Linked DNA regions of Sus scrofa: regions 1 and 3 are each linked to region 2. Evidence: chromatin contacts called from public Hi-C data. All regions are on one chromosome and are shown on one strand. Each heading gives the region's core, a stretch centred on a gene start, on an enhancer-like site or on the middle of the called end of the contact. The rest is flanking DNA. Distances are from core to core; before and after follow the strand shown.

Evidence for each region. A called contact is a pair of places that touch in the nucleus more often than the background predicts.
Region 1: a contact with region 2 is called in a Hi-C map of alveolar macrophages, with 1.4 times the contacts expected there. The contact joins the promoter of RFX2 here to the promoter of RANBP3 in region 2. A contact is called at or near these places in 9 of 47 Hi-C or Micro-C datasets (alveolar macrophages, embryonic fibroblasts, heart right ventricle and 4 more).
Region 3: a contact with region 2 is called in a Hi-C map of skeletal muscle, with 2.8 times the contacts expected there. The contact joins the promoter of NDUFA11 here to the promoter of RANBP3 in region 2. A contact is called at or near these places in 2 of 47 Hi-C or Micro-C datasets (liver and skeletal muscle).

The regions. Positions count from the first base shown.
Region 1 is chr2:72,947,216-72,951,867 of Sscrofa11.1, reverse strand. It overlaps RFX2 (DNA-binding protein RFX2), which reads right to left and starts at 2,009. Exons shown (of 17, transcript XM_021083998.1): 1 at 1,784-2,009.
Region 2 is chr2:73,060,401-73,064,678 of Sscrofa11.1, reverse strand. RANBP3 (ran-binding protein 3) reads right to left here and starts at 1,797. Exons shown (of 17, transcript XM_021084014.1): 1 at 1,538-1,797. The coding sequence starts at 1,559.
Region 3 is chr2:73,128,608-73,133,048 of Sscrofa11.1, reverse strand. NDUFA11 (NADH:ubiquinone oxidoreductase subunit A11) reads right to left here and starts at 2,020. Exons shown (of 4, transcript NM_001244924.1): 1 at 1,851-2,020. The coding sequence starts at 1,947.

The DNA.
Region 1 (4,652 bases), core at 760-3,259, 110 kb after region 2:
TTATGAACAACAAGATAAAAATATGTCCACACTAAGTGCAGGCAAAAAAAAAATTTGTTGTTAATGTTTTCTATTATTGTTGTTGTTATTATTATTATTATTCTGTTGGGTAAGTCTTAATTGAGATGGAGAGCCTTGTATCAGGTTTGATATTTCAGATTCGAGGATATAAAGCTGATTGAGAAGGGATAAAACTCATGACCATCTGCACTGACAGTTGAATGTACAAAGCAAGAAAATAACTGTGTGTTGGGCTGGGGGTGGCGAATAATAAAACACCCACAAGCAGGAACGAGGTCTCCGAAAAAAGGCAGCTCTGGACTCCAGTGCTGCATCCTGCCCTTCTCCCTCATTCCTGTGGGGCAACCAGAAGGTTAAAATTAGGAGATGAACCACCCCCGCCGCAGCAGCCGGAATGGCAGGGGCAGTTGGGCCCCGGGGGCCCTGGAAATAGCCACTAGGATCGGAAACTCAACTTTCCTAGCGCAGCGGCGAGAAAAAGCAACAGGGACGAAGACGGAGAGAGAGCCGCGACTCATCCCAGAGGGAAAAAGAAAGGAACCGAGAGGATTTGGGGTGCGTGTGTTCTGGGGGTCAGGGGGTGGGAGCTGGATTCACAAACACACATGCACTCGCACGACCTCTGGAGAAAATGCCACAGACCAGTTTGAGCCACATGTTGGGCTCTTTAAACAAAATAATAAATTAATAAATTAAAAAAAAAAAAACACCTTTCAGTGAAACTTTTCTTGCTTCGCTATCAGTCCAAATAGGGGAGCTGCGGGTGTGCGAAGGGGCTTCCTGAGGGGCGTGGAGGGAGTGGCGGATCCAGGACCCCCCAAATTTAGGAATGCGGGGGTCACAAGTGAGAGCGCTCAGAGTATCCGAGGGAGGAGCTCTAAACGCGAGGATTTGGGGTGGAAAGGTGAGAAACGGGTCTCTGGTAAGCCCAATTCTTGGGGATTTTGTGGCCATAGAGTGAGAAGGGGGGTTCCTGTTCTAGACCGGCGCACTGACTTTGTATTAAAAAGCGAGAATGGAGTTACAGGCAGCCCTCAAATTCAGTATTTGGGAGCAGGGTCAAAACGAGAAGCTCCCCGGGTCACCTCAATCCAGGAATTTGAGGGTGAAGGTTAGAACGAATCTTTTAGGCCCTCCCAATTCAGGAATTTGAGGTTGAGCGTGAGAAAAGGGCCCCATGGGTGCCCCAATTTCAGAGATTTGGGGAGTAAACAGGAGGAGTCTCCAGGCGCCTTCAATTCAGGGAGTTTTAAATATAAGAGTTCGAAAGAAGTTGCCAAAGAGTCCCCAGTTCAGAGAGTCTAGGGTAAAGAGTGCGAAAGGGGTCCTCCGGCACCCCCAGTTTAAGGATTTGAGGGATAAAAGAGAGAAGAGGTTCCCCAGGAGCCCCAAATTCCGGATGTTTGAAAGTAAAAGTTTGAGAGGGGTTCCAGGGGCGCCCCCAACTCGGGGATTTTTAGGGTAAGAGTGAAATAGGGCTCTTGGGGGGCCCCAACTCCGGAAGTTTTGTGAGAAGTGAGGCGATGAGTCCCCCCACCTCTCCCCGAATTTGGTTAAAAGGAAAAAGGGGTCCCTGGGCGCCCCAAACTCAGCCGCGCCTTCGGGACTCGGGGTACAGAGGTAGGTCCCACGGACGCGCCATCCCGGACGTTTGGGGTGAACGGCAAGGACTGGGCTGCCCACTCCCGACCCCTCGATCGCGGTCCCCGCCGCCCCCCGCACTCCCCGGCCGGGCAGGGCCCGGGACGGTCGCATCGGTCACCTGGAGTTCGGGCCGGGAGTTCGGGCAACGGCTCCCGCGGCGGCGGCGGCTGCTGCTGCGTGTTGGTCCCCGTTGGTAAGTAACAGTCTCCACGGCTACAGTCTCTATGGCGGCGGCGGCGGTGGCGGCGGCGGCCGCTCCTCCTCCCGCTCCCGGCGCCCGCCCGCTTGCCCGCCTGCTAGCCCGCCTCGCGCTGCCTGCCCTCCTGCCGCGACGGGGCGGGGCGTTGTTATCGGCAACGGTTACCAGGTTCCACGCCCCACCCCCTCAACGGCCCGCCCATGCCCGCCTCCAACGGGCGCTGTAGGGGCGGGGCGCAAGGCCTCGAGGCTCTCCATTGGCTGCCCTAAGTGCCTGTCAGAGGGGGCGTTCCCCGGCAAGGAAGAGGGCGAGGCCCGACCAATTGCCGCGAGGAAGGGCGGGGCTGGCGGGAGGCGCGCGGTTCCGAGGGTTCGCAAGCGGTAGGCGCGGGCGGGCCGGGTGCTGGTGGCGCAGCTCCAAAGGCAGAGTTTAGGGGTCCCAGGGGCCTTCGCCTATTACAAAGATGATTGTCGGGCGTCCTCGAACAGTCTGGGTCCGAGGTCAGCAAATTCTGACCAGTGGACCAGATATAGCCCACTACCCTATTTTCATGGCCCACAAACTGGGAATTTTAAAATATTTTTTTAAGTGGTTAAAAAGAAAAAAATCAAAGGAAGAATCTTTTGTGGCATGTGGAAACTATATGAAAGTCGGTGGCAGACTATAGGCCCTGGGCCAAATTCTGCGCGCCTAGAGGCCCCCCCCCATGACTCCTCCCACCACCCTGCCTCGGCGTTATTAAGGGACATAGAAGGCTGCTTTCACGCCACAGGGAGAGATGGATAGTAAAGAGCTGAGTATTTGCACGACAATGGGATGACTTAAGCAAAGTATAAAATATTTTCTATTTGGCCCTGCACAGGCCAAACTTTTTTTCTACTCCCTAATAGTAGGTTCAACTTTTGAATGGGACAAACAAGGGACTCTCTTAGAGTTTTTACTGGAGCGGGGGGTGGATTGACAATAAACAATAAAAAAGCAAATATACAGTTATTTGGGAGAAGGGACTGGAACACTAGGAGAAAAAGCATGTTCTGAGAAGAGGCAGACAGGGCAATTTAAGGGAAGATTAGATTTCAGCCTCATTCATTCATTTGAATAATCATATTAGTCAACAGTGACTAAACTGTCCTTAATGCCAGAAAGTGATCTGAGCATTTTTCGTATGCTAACTCAGTCAAATCTCACGAGAAAGAGACTATTATCTCTATTATGCTTTATTCCCATTCAGAGGTTGGGAAAGAATGAGAGAATTTATATCAAACATCCATAAAGGTTTCAAACTCCAGGGGTCTGTCACCAAATCCCACACCCTTGACCACTAGATGGGTGGTTTTCAAACATTTTTGACCACAAGGCACAGCAGGAAATACATGTTACTCCAAGTCCCAGTCCACGCAAATGTATATGTAACCAAAACAGTATTTTCATGACATGATACTTTAGGTAATGCTGATTTTTTTCTATTCTGTTTTAATGAAAATGCTGACAGTGACTTAGCTACGTTGATTTCTCCACCATCTGATAGGTTGTTTCTTAAAGATTTTCATGTGATGGATTTTTTTTTTTCCCCTTTTTAGGGGCAAACCTGCGGCATATGGAAGTTCCCGGGCTAGGGGTCGAATCAGAGCTGCAGCTGCTGGCCACAGCCACAGCCACTCGGGATCTGTGCTGCATCTGCAACCTACACTACAGCTTGTAGCTGTGCCGGATCCTTAACCCATTGAACGAGGCCATTGATCAAACCTGCATCCTCATGGACACTATGTCAAGGTTCTTTAACCTGCTGAGTCACAACAGGACTCTTCATGTGATGGAATCTTAGGTGTAAGACTGCAGGAGTCAGTTTCTGTTCTTCAATTATTTATTTAGTCAAAAATACTCATTGAGGAATTCCCATCATGGCTCAGCAGAAACGAATCTGACTAGCATCCATGAGGACACAGGTTAGATCCCTGGCCTCACTCAGTGAGTTAAGGATCTCGCGTTGCTGTGAGCTGTGGTGTAGATCAAAGATGTGGCTCAGATCTGACGTGGCTGTGGCTATGGCCTAGGCCAGCAGCTACAGCTCCAATTAGACCCCTAGCCTGGGAACCTCCATATGCCTCAGGGGCAGCCCTAAAAAATACACATATACATATATATATATATATATATAGAGAGAGAGAGAGAGAGAGAATGCCTACTATTTGCCAGGCACTGTTCCAGGTGCTAGGGACATAAATCCCTCTTGGAGCTGAGTAGGTGGGGCTTATTTCGGATGGAACAGTCAGGGATGGCCTCTCGAATGAGGCCAACCAGGATGGTTGATTATGGGGTTTCCCAAGACGTGGGACTTTCACTGCTAAATCTGGGAAATTCCCAAAGTGGGAAGAGTTGGTCACCCTAGGCCTCTCTGAGGGGGTGACATTTGGGCCAAGATCAGAATAATGAGGAAGAAGAAAAGAACATTTCAGGAATTCAAAATCCCTGGGGTGGAAACTCATGGGGAAGAAACAAAAAGCAGGTCCCTGGCATGGCTGGAGCAGAGGTGAACGGGGAGGGTGTGAGTGGGGTGGGAGGGATGAGTCAGACAATGGATGGGCTCATTTCATTTGAGGTCTCATAGGCCATGGGAAATGGTCCTCATCAGACTGGGAAGCCACTGGAGGGCTTTAAGCAGGGGGCAGACATACTCTGATATGTGATTTTATTTGTTTGTTTGGTTGGTTGGGGTTTTTTTGTCTTTTTTTCCTTTTCTAGGGCTGCTCCCGCAGCATATAGAGGTTCCCAGGCTAGGGGTCGAATC
Region 2 (4,278 bases), core at 548-3,047:
CAAATGGAGATGTCAAATACAATGCTGGATACGATCCTAAGTTCAAGACAATGAAATATGCAAATATATAAACTATGTCATACTGATTCCCATTCATTCAGTCCCTGTCTTGCCTTTATTTTTATTTATTTTTTCATATTTGGGGCCGCGCCTGCAGCATGAGGAGGTTCCCAAGCCACAAGCAGTGACCCAAACCACACCGGATCCTTAACCACTGGGCTACTAGGGAACTCCTCCCCCTTCCGCCTTTAAATGGATCTTATGAATGGAATGCCTCACCCCTCTGCACCCCTCTCCTTTATCTTACACAGTCATAAAATGGGGGGTGGGGGCCTCTGAAGCCAGATCACCTTGATTCACATCCCTGCTTCTTACTAGCTGTGTGACCTGTCTTGGACAGGTAATTTAACCACTCTAAACTCAGTTTCCTCACCAAGAAGGGGGTTAACAGTCCTTTCCTCAGGGCGCTATTGTGAGGAGTGAGGCTTAATCCAGGTAACACCTCAAGGCTTTGAACAGTACCTGGTACCAGGCCAAACGCTCCACGAGGGTGAGCACATATTATTGCCATTCGTGCAGCTGAGTATGGAAACCTCAGGACAGCAGGGACAAGGGTACGGGAGAATCAGGGCCAGGCAGGTAGAGAGCTTGCCTGTAGTTGTGCACCTAGAAACGGAGGGAACTAAAAATAGGCCTCAGAGGCCCTGAAGCTACAGCGATCTCAACATCACGGTTGATTTCATCAGACATCGACTTATGGAGCGCTTTCTCTGGGCCGTTCGGAACTGTAACCTTGTCAAAATCGCTCAGGTGGGATGTCAGCGCTCCGCAGGAGAGAATCATACAGCCTGCCTCTTTCTGGAAGTGCAACAAAAAAGGGCCGAAAGGCAGCCAAGGCTTTCGGTGGCCCACATCCTGAGACTGAGCCTAAATGAGCGGAGTCGCGGGTCGCCACGAAGGATCCGGGGGAACTGGCGGGAACTGGGGGGCCGTTTTGGGGGTGGGGGCGAAACAAACCCGACGTTCTCCATCCTCGGCGTGGGACAGGCGGGTGGAGGATGAGAAGCCTCCAGGCGGGTGGAGGATTAGGGGGTGGGGCGGCACGGCAGGGAAGAGGGGAAGCCCAGGTACCGAGAACGAGGGGGCGGGGAGGGAGCGTGGCGCGCTGGGCCCACGACCAGGCCCGGAGGTCTATTTACATCTGTGACCGAGGCGCTGAGGGCGCGCCTCCCGCCCCTTTTCAGCCCCAGGCCTGGCCTGCAAGGCGGAAAGGCCTCAGGGCCGCAGCCCCCCGCAGTTTCCCGAGCCGTCTAGCCAGACCGTGGTAAGGCTGGGGCTGCCGGGAGTGATAGGCCGGGCGGATGAGCCCGGCCTGAGGGAACGCAATGGGGGGCGGCTGCAGGGCCCGCTGGGCCGCCCTCCCGGAGCACACAGGCTCCCTGCACCTCGGGGTGCTCACCCCTCGGGCCTGTGGTCCCAAGGCCTCCCGCCGCCCGTTCCCTGGCCGCCAGCTGGCCCCCGACGGCGCCTCCCCTACCTTCGTTCGCCAGGTCCGCCATTTTACTTCCTTAAGCCCTCCCACAAGGCCTCGCGCCGGCCGGGGCTCGTCTGCTTTCTGCCAGAAACTCCCGCGCGTGCGTACTTCCCAAGCCGACTCCGAGCGAGGCAGGCAGCTTGCGCATGCGCGCTGAGCCAGGCGCGCAGTGGGGCTCTGGATCACTGTCCCCGCCCGACCAAGCTCGGAGCACGAACCTGCGTTTTAACCGCCCCCGCCTCCCTTTCCCGCCGATCAAGGGTGGGTGGGGGTGTGTGGGCGTGGGTAGGTTAAGACGCATGCGTGGTGGAGTTCCCGGGCGACGCGGGAAGCAACGGTTGGTAAGGCGGCCGGGCAGGGATGGGTTCTGACCGTCCCGCATTTCGCTCGTTTTGCGGTCCCGCCCTCCTCGGTGGGAGCGTGAGTTGTGGTGGGCGCCGCGATCGAGGCCTTCTAATAGGTAAATCGCTGGGTCTGGAGTGGGGGCCTTTCCACGCGGGCAGGCCTGGGGCCTGCAGGAGGGTCGTGGGGTGTCCTAAGTCACCCCAGACCAGTTCTCCGTCTAAGGGACCAGTACTTTGAGCAGACGTTTTTCTGAGATCACGTGGAGACGTGGGAGATGGTTGGGGGAAGTAGAAGCCTGAAGTTAAAGATCACTGGCTTTTGGGAGGGGGACGAGGCCGTGGACTCAACAGGGCCTGGCACGGAGCCTCTGTGTTTTCATTGATCACGTGGGCTGATCAACTTCACAGGGCTGAGGGGAGACTATTGGACCCCCTGGGCTCATTCGCGACGCATCTGCTACGGATCCCTCAGAACATCCCCTGGACTCTGCCTCCTCTCCAAAATAGAGCCCAGATCCACCCGTTCTCCCCAGAAAGGCTTTCACTGCCTGAGGCCAGATCATCCTCATCTCTATCCTGGAAGACTGAACAGCATCTTCTCTCTCTGCTCTCTTTCATTTTTAGGAAATAAGCAACACGCAGAGGAATCTTTTAAAAAATATGAGTTATCCTGCTGGGTAGCATTGAGAACTATGTCTAGATACTCATGTTGCAACAGAACGAAGGGTGGGGAAAAAAATGTATACATGTAAGGATAACTTGATCCCCTTGCTGTACAGTGGGGGGAAAAAATGTTAGATCAAGAGCACATCTTTCCTCAATGCTTCCAAAACACTTTCCGCTGAACTTGGAATACATTCTAAATCTCTCATTTAGGCTTACAAAGCCCCCCTGTTTTCTGCTGCCATGCGCTCCCTTGCTCATTTGCAGTTCTGACACATGGATCTTTCTGTGTTTGGGAGCTTACCAAACTCAGGATCTTTGCACTTAAGAGTGATCCCTCTGCTTGGGACTTTGTGTCACATGTCTTTGGTTTAAGGCCCGACAGTCCTTGCGCCACCTCTGGCTTGTAAGCTAAGGGTAGTTTTTTACATTTTGGATTTTTTTGGGGGGGGGGTTGGCTGTGCCCTTGGCACACAAGTTCCTGGGCCAGGGATTAAACCTGCACCATAGCAGTGACCAGCACCATAGCAGTGACAACGTCAGATCCTTAACTGTTAGGCCACCCCGGAACTCCTGGTTTTTATGCTTTTAATTTTTGGGAGAAAGTCAAAAGAAGAATAATGGCTCATGACATGTGAACACTGTATACAATTTAAATTTCAGTGTCCATAAATTTAAGTTTATTTGAAAACAGCCATACTAATTTACAAAATGCCTATGGCTGTTTTTGAGCTACAACATCAGAGTTGAGTTTTTTTTTTAACTTTTTGTCTTTTTAGGGCCGCACCCACGGCATATGGAGGTTCCCAGGCTAGGAGTTGAATCGGAGCTGCAACTGCCGGCCTACACCACAGCCACAGCAACGAGGGATCCGAGCCATGTCTGCAACCTACACCACAGCTTGAGGCAACGCTGGATCCTTAACCCACTGAGCAAGGCCAGGGGTCAAACCTGGGTCCTCATGGACACTAGTCAGGTTTGTTAATCACTGAGCAGTGACGGGAACTCTTAGTTGAGTCCTTTTAACAGACTGTCAACAAACTTAAAATATTTACTCTGGATTTTTATAGGAATTTGCCAACTTCTAAGACATATATTTATGTGGTTGTCTTATACATTTCTATATAATCAGTGGGGTATGGTGAGTGTTTAACAGCTGCTTCTCTGGGGGGGGAATGTGTTTCTGTCTGTCTGTTTTGGTTTGGTTTTTTTGGCTGCACGTGTGACAGAAGTTCCCCAGCCAGGGTTCAAACTGTAGCCACAGCAGTTAACAATGCTGGATCCTTAACCTGCTGCGCTGCAAGAGAACCCGTCTGTCTGTATTTGTAGTGTGCCTTTATATGTATAATTTATTGTAAATTTTACTATTTTCCCATCACTTTCTTAAGTCTCAAAGACAATAAAACAAGAAATTGGACCCTGCCTTGCATTGCTGATTTTTTTGGTATAATTACTTCAGCTGTGGCTGATTTCAAGCTACCAACGTGAATGTCACTAACCAGAGTTGAGAAGAGTTGTATGATAGCACACTAGATTTTTTTCCTAGAGCATGCTACTTGTTTTTGTTTTGTCATCAGCATTGTTGTTAGCCACACCCATGGCAGGCAGAAGTTCCTGGGCCAGGGATTGAACCCTAACCACAGCAGTGACAACACTGCATCTTGAACCCATTGCACCACCAGGGAACTCCTAGAGCCTGCTACTTTCTTGCTGCGGCCCCCAAACCAGCAGAATCAG
Region 3 (4,441 bases), core at 771-3,270, 68 kb before region 2:
ACAGTGCTGGGCTCACTTAGAGCGGGCTCCCTGCCCTCTGAAGAAGCTAGTGAAAGAGGTAAGGGAGGATCCAGGAGCATGTTTAACCAGACCCCGGGTGTTGAGTGGAGTTGGCCAGTGAGAAAATGCCAGCGGGCAAAGTGAGCAGCACACAGGGATGTCCTCAAAGACCCCTGGGCCACTGCAGGGCTCACAGAGGCCAGTGACCACCCCCAAATCCCAGCTCTCCACGCTGCCCCGTCTGCACAGCACCTCTGTCAAAGGTTCCCACCCAACCCTCCCAAACACCCTGCTGCGAGTCCCCCTCCTTCACTAGGCAGCATCCCACTCATGGGAGGCGTGTAGTCTCCTCCAGCAGCCCACCCCCACGGTGTGTGCTCTAGAGCACATGAGCACGCCCTCTCGCAAATGCCTATGTTAAGTCTTTCTCAGTTTGAAATCCTCCAAACCATTCACCTTCCCTAATCTCCCCCAGTGCCACCCCCTCCTGCTTTAGTCTCCCCTGGGACACAACCAGGACCCTCCATAAAGTTCTGTTGGGCACTCCCCAATGTCAATATCCCCCCCCTTATGAATCCTCCAGAATAATGTTACCCTACAATGGTCCACCACACAGACTGCCCAGCCCTCCAGGGCTAAGCGCCCCCAGCTTAGAGAGAGACCCCACCACACACCCAACCATCCCAACAACGTGTTATTCGAGCAGATGTCACAGAACCCATCCGCTGGGACTCCACCTTCATAAGGACCCTGGAGGCACATTCTTTGTCCCAGTCAACCCCGGGAGCAGACCAGTGGACCCAAATTTGCAGCCCAGCTCCAAAAGACTCCAGGGAAGTTCACCCACCTCCTTAACCCTCAGTTTCCGCCTCTGAAAAATGGGTTGATCTTACTAAATACACAGAAAATGGTAGCATTTTATTAGTTCTACCCTAATGCAAGTGCCTCCCAGTGTAGACTCAAATTCTGCCAGGCCCTGTTTCAGGAGCTAGAGATACAGAGGTGGCCAAAATCGTATTCTACATCTCAGACTGAGGCTGGGAAGGGGACTGGAAGAGGTGAGACTCTGTGGTCTCCCCTGCAGGGGAATGCCAGGGCTGTGGGTCCCCTGACACCCCTGCCAAGGCCTACCTTACAGTGGCTGCTGATCCACTTCATTTATCATCTCCTCAGGGCCCCTATAACCCCTCTTGTGGCCCCAATAAAAGCTTCAGATGTCTAAGACCACCTAGCTCTCTTGGACTCTAAAAAGGCCCAATCCCACTCCAGAACCTTTGCCAACTTCTCCCCTCAGACGCCTCAATAATAACCCATGATCCTCCCAAATAATCTCAAAGTCACCCAGATGGAAAGTCTCAACCCTCAGCTCCTTTGGCCCTAATAACTGGCCACGTTCCACTCAGCCATTTCTCCAGAGCCTGGTGAGCGCTTCCACCATAACTTTACAATATCAGCACCCAGAGACTCTGACGACTCCAGTGACCAGTTTGTCACATGTACCATGGCCTCCCGGGGTCCTCCAACCTCGCTGGACCTCCCCACAAGCTCTCTCTCACAGACGCTCCCGACGACCACATAGCACTCTGCGACACTCCCAGTCCCCATGGGACCCCTCCTCGGGCAGCTCTCAATGACTCTATGACCTTTCTGCGCCCTCTAAATTGTCCGTCACCCCCACAAAGTGCACCTTGTATAAGAGCCCTCCCAGGGTCCCAAGGCCGCCCTAGACCCCCCGACAACCATATGCCACGCTGCGAGATCCACAGACCCTTCAAGACGCCCTCGGGCAGCCCCTAGTGACCCGAAGACCTCCCTACGCCCTCCGCCCTCGGGACCCGGCCGGCGCTCACCAGTGGCACCACCGATACTGGTGCTGGCATAGGCCTTGCGGTGGCACTCGGTGCCTTCGGGGATATCCGAGTACTTGTGAAGAAGCGTCTTGGCCATGACCGCGAACCCCTGGTCCCGAACTGTACCAGCCGCCTGCTCCTAGAGCCCAAGGGCGAACGCCGCTTGCTCTCGCGAGACTTCCCAGGCGGCGCGCGCATCCTCTCGTGCGGGCTGGCAGGCAACATGCGAGCAACTTTATTGAGCGCCGCGGATGTGGACACGCGCAGCGCTCAAGTGCTGCAGCCTGAACTGGCGGTAAAGTGCACGTGCACCCCTGGCCGATTTCTGAAGAGGGAAACTGAGGCCGACCAGGACCAGTGAAATGTTGCTAATTCCAGTTCAGAAGGACCTGGGCCGGGAAAGATTTGACTCCCAGAGGTGGGGCCTAAGGGCGGGAGCATCACAGGTATTAAGCCTATCCAGGCGCACAGATGAGAGGCTCCACTTGATAGGAGCGAGACCTCAAGATGGGGCGGGGCATAGAGGGGATATGGCCACTCCCAGAGCCAGAATCTGTGGGGAGGCGTGGTCATGTCCTGTGGCCAGTCTTAAACCGGAGTCTGAACCGCATGCGACTATTTGGGGGCGTGGCCAGGTTCTTGGGTTTAATGCGAAAGTACTAATTCCAGTACTAGGATTCTTAGGGAGACTAGGTCCGTGCCCAGTCTGTGGCTAGTCCAACTCCTGGGCGGGTTGTAGGAGGTCCTAGGCTTGAGGCGTGACCAGAACGGAAATAGAACCTGGAGGGGACTTGACTGATCCCGAGCTGTACCTTTGCCTAAGGGGCGGTTCTGGGGCGTGGTCAAGCTTGTGGGCTCTGACCAACTTCGCGCGTTAGCGTCTGAGTAGGGCGGTGCCTGTCTCTAAGGGATGACCAATCCAGTGGCCAGAGCTGGAACGTGACGACATCTTTGGGGCGTGGTTTGTCAAGACTTTGGCCAATCTTGGAGTTAGGCCGGGCTCAGGGGCGGAGTTTTGAGTTGCTGGAACCAGTGAGGGTGTTTGGGTTTGAGGAAGGCGCACCCTGGGGGCGGAGCCTAGAGAGGGTTATGGCCAATCACGCCGAAGTCCTGGACGGACCTCTAGGGCGGGCGCGGTCCTCCAGGGGGCTTGGCTTAGGCTTGTTCCGGGCCGCCTGTGGGCGTGGCCGGGCCTGGACAGCAGCAGGGGCCATGTCAGCGCCGCCACCTCTGCAAATCCGCGAGGCAAACGCACACCTGGCGGCGGTGCACAGGCGCGCGGCGGAGCTGGAGGCGCGGTTGGATGCGGCGGAGCGGACGGTGCGTGCCCAGGCGGAGCGCCTGGCCCGCCACGACCAGCAGTTGCGCGCCGCCCTGGACGAGCTGGGCCGCGCCAAGGACCGGTGAGGCTCTGGGCCCGCCAGGTGGACTTCTCGGAAGAGGTGGGCGGAGGCAGAGCCTATATTGAAAAGGAGGACCGGCCAGGGAAATCGTGCATTCACGTGGAGCTGGACTACTGGTGGGATTGACAAACACTAAAATATTTGAATTAGTCATCAGTGTGTAAGGTTGAGGGATGTCACACAAACGTGAATAGCTAACTTAAACAGGGCCTGTTTTACCACTAGGCAAAATTGGCTGGTCCTGAGTGGTGCAGAGAGCTACAGCAGGTTCTTGAGGAGGATGAGATCATATCAGCCGTTTTGAAGAATCCCTGTAGCTGAAGGATTGAAAGGGATGAGACAGGTGCCCAGGGACAAAGGAGGTGCTGAGGCCCAGGTGGGAAAAAAGTCAGGGCTGGTTGGATTACTTCAGCTTTACTGAGCACCTGCTATGTGCCAGGCACTGTGCTGGTTATCAGGTCACATCAGTGAGATCTATGCAGCCTTGCCCTCAAGCAGATACATTCCTAGGCAGTTACAACGTGGGGCTGATTTGGAGTTCCTTGGTGGCCTAGAGGTTAAGGATCTGGTGTCACTGCTGTGGCTCAGGTTCGGTCCTGGGCCACATGCTGTGGGCGAGGCAACCAACATGGGGTGATCTGGGTTTGATGGAGGGCCATGCAGCTCTGAGGGGGCCCAGAGGGAAGACTTCCTGGACGAGGAGCCATCTAAGATGAACAACAAATAGGACAAGAGAACTGCAGGAGGAGCTAGGGTAATCAATGAAGGAGTGTTAGTCTGCTGAGATTGCCATTACCACAGTGGCACAGACTGCATGGCTTAAACAACAGCAAATTATTTCTCGTGGTTCTGGAGGCTGGGAAATCCAAGATCAAGATACTGACAGATTTAGTTCCTGGTGAGGGTCCCCCTCCTGGCTTGTAGATGGTCATCTCACTGTGTCCTCACATGGTGTGCGTGCGCACACACACACACACACACACACACACACAGAGCGAGCGACCGAGCAAGTGAGTGAGAGTAAGCTCTCTGGGGTCTCTCCTTGTAAGGAAACCCTCATGACCTCATCTAAACTTTATGTTCCTCTCAAGGCCTCATCTCCAAATACATCACATTAGGGGTAGGCATTCAACATATGAATTTGGCAGGGGGAACAGAGACATTCGGTCCATAACAAGGGAGTAAGTT